Linked DNA regions of Gossypium hirsutum: region 1 is linked to region 2. Evidence: chromatin contacts called from public Hi-C data. All regions are on one chromosome and are shown on one strand. Each heading gives the region's core, a stretch centred on a gene start, on an enhancer-like site or on the middle of the called end of the contact. The rest is flanking DNA. Distances are from core to core; before and after follow the strand shown.

Region 1 (4,021 bases), core at 1,362-3,861, 930 kb after region 2:
AACAAAACAAAGTTTCTTCACTACAAGCACAGGTAATAAATAAGGAATCCCGCAATTCCAAATTTTCCGTACAGCAAAAGAAGAAAAAAGAGGGCCATGCACAAGCCCAACACTTTTCCAAACTCTTTGTATCTTTTTACTGACTACAATTGCACTATTCCTTCAAGACAATAAACACAGCCAAGTCAACCATATCAATCATCAACTCAGCAACACTGTCCGCATCCCATCTTTTACAGGCCAGTTGTGCCACGATGGGGTATTATATATTTCAAAGGTGAAAACAATTCTTGGAGTTTTCTTTCAAAAAAAGTCATCTCATGAGAGAAAAGTAACTTTTTGTCTTCAGTCCACCCTAGAGTAATCAATGTGGAATGATTTCAAGACCTTACTCACAGAACCCCCAATGCTCAGTCGTATTAACGTTTCTTGGAAATAAGTTGAGTTTGCATATCGAAAAGAAAATCTAGCTCTCCCTCCAAACATTTCTCCTATAAACACCACAACACAGAATTACAAGGACTAATATGCGGCGCTGACACAACATTCCATCCTCCCTTCCTCATGCATGTGCAAAAACTTCTAACTGATCCCATCTGTCTTCATTTAATTGAATATCTCCACACCACGATCGAACATGGCACACTCACAGATTATTATTATATTGTAACTGTCAGCATTTGGGAGGCAGCTTTGCTCCACTTTCACCTTAGCTATTCGATAATAACCCTTCTCAAACAAACACCTCCCTTGCTCTCAACTTTCTCTACAAGGCTTCAGCTAATGACACCAGCATTGCAGAGAATTTTTATAAAGCATGAATCAAAGCGTCATAGGCCAGAGTGTATGGTTTTACACTACAGCGCTAGATTTGGTGACTTCCAAAAGTTTAAAAACATAGGCAAACAATAAAAGCCCTAGCCAAATCATCATCTTCCTTAACAAGAGGGTGCAGCATCGAATAGAAAATTATTTAAGAACATGGGTATTTTTGGAGCAGTTGTCAAAGGATTGAGAGTGGGTGAAATTTAGGAGCTTTCAAGGCTACTGGAAGGTTGCTTGGGCTGATTTCTGGTCTGGTCTAGTATTAAAAAGTGAAATTGCTCATGAACATAAGGATGCAAGTCTTGAAAGAAGCGATTTTACATTAAGTTTGGCTTCTATGGTTGACAACGCTGAAACTCTCCAACTCAAGTTTAATGTAACCATACGACTCCAATTTTATATTTTTCTCATCATACATACAAGCCGTCGTATCCCAAAACTTTAGAAATGTCTAATGCATACATATATCTGACATTTACACCAAATTCGAGTAGCCTAGCTTAGGAGTACGGACATGTAATGATCAAAGTATAATGCAACCATAATAGTAGGACTAGGAGTATAAAATTTTACTTGAAAATTTTGGATATTGAAAACAACAATTGAGAAGTGATGCAGTGAATTAATATAATGTTTGAAAGTTGCAGAAATTCATCCAACAAAAACGTTTCAAGGTTTTTCAACACAGACAATATGTCGAACAGCTAAGATGCATCAAATCCAAAAGCTAAGAAGAACATTACCATTTTTTTTAGATTGAAGAGTAAATGAAGAATCTAATCCAAGTCCTTCACCACCTTAATCCCCATGGTACTAGCAGTCCCAATAATGGACTTACAAATACTCTCCAGGGACATGTACTGACAATATGGATCGGATTGCTTAATCTTGGCAATCTCGTAAATATGTCTGACGGACAAAGTGGTGGCGACCAAGTGGCCAGGCCGGCTGCTTCCGGACTCGATACCCGCTGCCTTCTTCAAGTACCAGGTGACGGATGGAGACTTGACAGTGAACTCAAAGGTGTTGTCTTTGAAGGCGGTGATAGTGACAGACATGGGGGTGTCGGGCTTGTACTTTTGGGTTCGGGCGTTGAAGTCCTTGCAGAAGGCCATTAGATTAAGTCGATACTGACCCAGGGCTGGACCTACTGGGGGTGCGGGTCGTGCTCCTCCAGCCGGTACAGTCAGCCTGATGGTGGCCGCCACTGGACGGCGGGTTAGGATTTCTTTCAGGGTCGACATGCCTCTCTTTGATTTTGCTTACCCTACTGTTTTTTTCTATTTCCCAACGATGTTGGGCTTGGAAAATTTACATAAATGGGTGCAAATAGTAAATGGCAAATTGGAAGGTATTATTTTTACTTTTGGTTAATTACTTTGATTCCAAATTTTAAAACCATCTAATTGAGTGCTCTTGGTATCATATTATATCAATTAAGTCCTTTTATTTGCTTATGATATTAAATAGATAAATCAAATTTTAAACATCCAAATATTAAAATTTAGGACTATTTCTTTCTTTGTAATAGTTATAATAACTAAGCCATATATATTCAATATTTGATCCAAATGTTATATTCGAGCTAGCATTTAATGTCTAAGTACTTGATTGATACTATATTATTACTTTAAGGACTTAATTATAACATTTGAAGAATAATTTAGACTATAATTTAGGGGTGTTTTGATGCAATTAACCAAAAAAGGAATAGGTAAGTGATTGGGCTGGGCTGGGTTGGGCAATTTTTAGGTTTTAAATGGCAGAAAAAGAACTGAGGAAGAAGGCGTTCACTCGGTTTTGTTTAATTTTTCAATAATTTATATCTTTAGCTAGTAATTTGATTCTTTGCTGCCTCCACACTCCCACTTCAAGTTTAAAGATAAGGGCTAAGCGTTTGGAGGCAGAAATCTTCAGCAAAGAAGAGAAGAGAAAATGTTGAAGAGCAACACGTTCAGCAGGAAGACCAAGGCCGGCAGAATTAAGAAGGTTGCGATTCCTCTCCTCCTTTTTGTTTTAATTTATTACATATAAAAATGGAAAAGATTTTGAATCCCTAACTAAGTAACAGAGGTATTTACTTTAGTTTATAATGATGATAATGGAATGTATTTGAATTGCTTGTGGCATGGGGATGGGGATGGGACAGGAAGTTAGAGAAATATATCTGAGAGACGACATTTACTGTGGAGCTGCGGCTTGCAAAACGTGTGACAGTTCCACGTCACGTGCTCCTTTGGATGTTGCTTCTCCCCTTCTCATTCTTGATACCAATGTCCTTCTTCATCAGGTTTTTTTCTTTTTCTCTTTTGGCTTCAATATAATTATACTGAATTCTTTCATTGTGTTCTCAAATTTTAACGTTTCATTTTCATTATTACTATTACTATTATTAATATATGTTATAAGATCGACTTGCTTGAGAACTCTGCCATCGACAATGCGGTGCTGCTATCTGTGGTGCTGGATGAAGTTAAGAATAAGAACATGGCCGTTTACAATAGACTTAGAGCTCTTTCCACCAATCCTCTCCGCAAGTTCTATGTTTTCAGTAACCAGTTCCATAAGTTGGTTTTCTCATTCCTCGCCATTCATTTCCTATCAAATTCTCTACTTTTCACTCACAGCTGCAAATAAAATGATTTTATTTTCAGCCTCTTATCCAGTGTTTTCTTTCTTTTTCTTAACAGAGACACATTTGTAAAGCGCATGGATGGTGAAACTCCAAATGATTACAATGACAGAGGTTAGATTTGCACTTTAATATCTCTCTAAGCATTTGCTTCTGAAATTCAGCTTGTTTACTACGTCCTGTTGTTCTTCAGCAATTCGGGTGGCTACTCAATGGTATCAAACTCATCTTGGTACTGCAGCAACAGTTTTACTTATAACCAATGACAGAGACAATAAGAGGAGGGCTGGTGAAGAGGGCATTTCTGCTGACACAAGTATGCACACTCTACTTGCTTAGGAACTTCTATCAACTTGATATTTTATATATTGGCTTACCAGTTACCACTAATTATTTAATACCACCTCTATTTGCAAATTATTAGGATTATTCATGTGGTATGCTAACCGTTCAATGGCCAACTTGTTTCAGTTCAGTCCTATGTAAAATCATTGGGCCAACCAGAGTTGCTTGACCTGCTTGTTCAACCTGCATCCGAATCTGAAGATACTGTCATGGTAGAAA
Region 2 (4,038 bases), core at 1,458-3,957:
AATTACTCCCTCCTATGTATTATGCATAAGAACAGAAAACATCAACCGATAAAAATAATTATAATGGTGAAGTTTCTCTATTCACTTAATTATCAATAAAACCATAAAATTGAGCTTTTAATGTCTGAAAGACAATACAACTAAATGCTAGGTAAACAGTTTCTCACAGAATTCAAAGGTGACCACAGGAAAAGCAGCTCAACAAGGAAGTGAAAAGATAACAGTTGATAAAATTCATCAACGTAAAAACAAACAGAGAGAAGATAAAACCAATCCTCTTCAGAAACTAAATGGAACTTACATGCCTGGCAGACAAACAGCCAAATTGCTAGCTATTTGGAGAAGTCTGATTGAAGTAACCTGTTCAGGAAACAATGCTAGGAGGAAGCAAAAAAAAAGAAGTTACTAGTTTTTCTTTGTTTCTTATCTTCAACAAAAGCAAAAGAAACCAATCTTACATCTTGGAGGATATACAACCAAAAAGTTCGATATATCAGGCTTCAAAGAAGTCTTTGTGATGCATATTCCCCTTGCTATCTTTCCTTTATCATCCTTCAGACTGAAAAAGGGAAGCTTTTCTTTAAGTGGAAGTGGCGGGGATGATCCTAATGGTAATGTTACCTTAAAGGTTGGATCAAGGATCAGTTTCTGGCTGAATATATCCTGACCTGAAGCTAATCTAACACCTTTATAACACCCGGTATCCTGAGAAGTTTTCAAGGGAAAAACATGAAGTTCTTTTACCTTAACGTCATTAACAGTCTGATTAGAATAACAAATATCTAGCATAATTTAGTCTGGCTTATGCTTCCATACCTTGTCTACAAGCAATGCAGTAACCGGCATACGCAATACCTGTGTCATGTTTATTCAAATGGATTAGCATAATTTTATGCTAAAACATAATAATCTCATGTAAAGTCAGGTTGTTGGTCACACAGTTAATGCTAGGAACTACTCTATTGCTGTTTGGTGTTGGGTATCTCAAAGATGTCAAATGCCTTCAACCAACTCATAGAGGAGGTGAATATGACTGAGGAGAACTATATCAGATAAACTCCTTTTATGTCTATCCAATTAGGACATAGGAGGATATTTGTGAACTGTAGTTGCCATTGGGTACTCTGAAATGATAGGTAACTCAAGGCACCATCCACTGTTACTTTCTTCTGGAGTTTATCCACAGATAAACATCAATTTAAGGAAATCATTAGCAGAAATAGTAGACAACTTAGCATTTAAATATCAAGCAACTGAATCCACTCATTTTACATAAAAGCAGTTGGTAAAAAATATATCAGGCCAAATAGATGTAAACACAAAATCAGGTTAACATGTAATGATATATATAAAACCTACAACGGTAGGAAATACATCAATAACTGCATTCAAAATTATCAAAGAAAATAATTCTCTCCTCGTCAGAACTTACATAAAGGCAACCTTTGACAGCAGCACGACGGCAAAAAGCTTGTGATAGTTCTCCTTGCCCATAGATAGGATATAAGAAAGCCCCAGATGCATTTTGAAACCTAAAGACAATAAATAATTTCATTGAACATAAATATAGACCACAATTTGATATAATAAGTTTCTTCTCAAATTTCAACATGATGTTGAAAATTTTTGAACTTTAGTTGAAGACTTGACTTGAAAAATAAACAGAAACAATAAAAGTTAACCTGCCAATAGATGCATTATACAAAGCCAACTGATCGATCCCATCTTTTGTCTTGAGCAAATCTCTACAAACTCCTGTATCTTCTTGATCATAATCCGCCATTGCTATAGCATACAATATAAACCTGTAAAGACAAGAAAAAAAAATCAAAAGCGATTGAGAATCACGCCTACGACTGAATCAATGAGGAGGCAACTAGAGATGGGAAAATTAAAATAAAATAAAAAACGAAAAAAGTTGTGACTAACAGACGATTTAATTTTGGGCGGCAATCCCATTTTATTCAAGAAGTCAACAAACGGACTCTGCAAATCTTCTTCGGAAATCTTGACGTCTTGTTCGCCAGCCAAGTGTCCCTGCACCAGCTTGAAGAACCTCATTAACTTGTTCTTCTCCACGAGTCCCAGGCTCTTGTCTTTGAATATGGCAGCTCTGGAATCCGGCACACTCCAGAGGTTGCCCTTGTTGTCCCCAACGAAAGTGGCGTCAACACTCTTGAACTCCATGTACTGGTTGGTTCCAGTTCTTAGTAGCAATTCAATGGATTTGTCGGCGCAAAACAAAACCCTAGGTCCAGCCACATCGAGGTTGAACTTTCTAGAGTGTTGATCAAGGTTAGGAGAAAAAGTGGAGATATCGATAGAGGAATAGAGAGGACGAGTAGCAAATTCCAAGAGAGAAAATTCGTTAGGGTCGTCGGAAGAAGGTGAGCGAGGTGGTGATGGTGAGGTCGAGTGGGAGGAGAGAAAGGAGGGGAGATCGGCAAGAGGGAGAGAGGAGAAGTGGGAACCATAGAAGGGATTGGGATCCAGGTGAAGGACGGATTTAGAGGCGGTAGAGGCGGCGGCGGCTATGATGGATTCGGGAAGGCCGGTGCCTATGACGATGAGGTCGAAGGTGGTTGGATCAATTGGGGGATAGGGTGGGATGTCGTCCATGGCGAAGCAAAGGTAGAAAATTCGCTACAACCTGAGCAAATGAAAATGGAAGCTCCGAATTATCAAAAAGAAAATGAAAAAATTTGTTTAATTTAGGGTAAACTGGGTATCAACTAGAGGTGTGCACTGCCGGGTCGGGCCGGTTCAGGCCGGGCCGGGTTCAGGCCGGGGCGGGTTCAGGCCGGTACGAGCTGGGTTTAGGCAGAGTTCAACTAAAAATTTAGACTGTTTGCAAGGCCCGAGCCCGGCCCGAAAAATGAGACTAAAATTTTACCCAAGCCCAGCTCGAATAAAAATGTTAAAATCCAGGCCCGACCCGACCTAACCCGTCTATATTAATTTTTATATTATTTTTTATATAATTTTAAAATATATAAACCATCAAAAATACTAAAAACATCAAATAAATATTTCTTAACAAATTGAAAATAAATTTTAAAAAATATGTATAATTAAATAACACTAAAATAGGTACAACTTAATAAGCAAATGTTTCTAAAATAATAACAAAATTAACAAATCTAATAAAAAATTAACAATAAAATAAGTTTTATACAATATCTAAATAATAACAACAAAATAATAGCAACATAATAGTAAAATAGTAGCAAAATAGGGAGAAAATAATAAAAAAATAATATTAAAAAAATTATCATGTAGTGAATTCGGGCCGGGCTCGGGCCAAAAATGCCTTACTCGAGGCCCAGCCCGTTTTTTAAACGGTTTTTTTTTTACCTAAGCCTATTTTTCGGGCCTATATTTTTACTCAAAATCTCTCACATTTCGAGCGGGCCTTCGGGCCGGGCCACCATGCACACCTCTAGTATCAACTAAAAATTTTTATTAAAATTTGAATATCCCTTCCTTAAAATTGATTAAGGAAAATCTATTTTAATTGGTATAATAATATATTTAATATTTAATACTTATTTCATATCAATTTGCATTTAATTTTACATAATTTCATAAATTTAACTCTTTATATTTATAACTTTTATCAACTTGATCTTTAAATTTTCTAACCAAAGCATTTTACTTTTAGAATAAATACATCCCACATCTATTAATTATTTTATTTATAGTTAAATTATCAAATTCAATATATAACCCTCTTTTGTGTATATTTAAAAAGTTAATGTCAGAAAATACGAATCTTAAAAATATAATATATAATAAAATTTTATAAATAATAATTTTCCTCTTATTGGTATGATTTTAGTTTTTAATTAATTAATTTAGTAAATAATTTGACATTAAATGATATCATTATGATACTTATTGGTTATTGTGGATTTAAAAATTAAAAATCAATAAACACATAATCAACTCTTAATCCATTTATAAAATTAGAAAAAAAAAGCATTATCAATGTAATAAAAGGAAATTAAATTAATTCTTTCACATTTTTTCTTATAAAAA

The links. A called contact is a pair of places that touch in the nucleus more often than the background predicts.
Region 1: a Hi-C map of leaf shows a contact between it and region 2, with 2.6 times the contacts expected there. The contact joins the promoter of LOC107955299 here to the promoter of LOC107886662 in region 2. A contact is called at or near these places in 4 of 34 Hi-C or Micro-C datasets (all in leaf).

The regions. Positions count from the first base shown.
Region 1 is chrA07:68,531,468-68,535,488 of Gossypium_hirsutum_v2.1, forward strand. It overlaps LOC107955299 (54S ribosomal protein L19, mitochondrial), which reads right to left and starts at 2,612. Exons shown (of 1, transcript XM_016891036.2): 1 at 1,428-2,612. The coding sequence starts at 2,069. The coding sequence ends at 1,602. LOC107955297 (exosome complex exonuclease RRP44 homolog A) reads left to right here and starts at 2,613. Exons shown (of 24, transcript XM_016891034.2): 1 at 2,613-2,814; 2 at 2,975-3,115; 3 at 3,235-3,392; 4 at 3,516-3,571; 5 at 3,651-3,773; 6 at 3,929-4,021. The coding sequence starts at 2,761.
Region 2 is chrA07:67,597,689-67,601,726 of Gossypium_hirsutum_v2.1, forward strand. It overlaps LOC107886662 (rab escort protein 1), which reads right to left and starts at 2,708. Exons shown (of 9, transcript XM_016810707.2): 1 at 1,934-2,708; 2 at 1,683-1,805; 3 at 1,433-1,532; 4 at 817-855; 5 at 459-705; 6 at 302-377. The coding sequence starts at 2,619.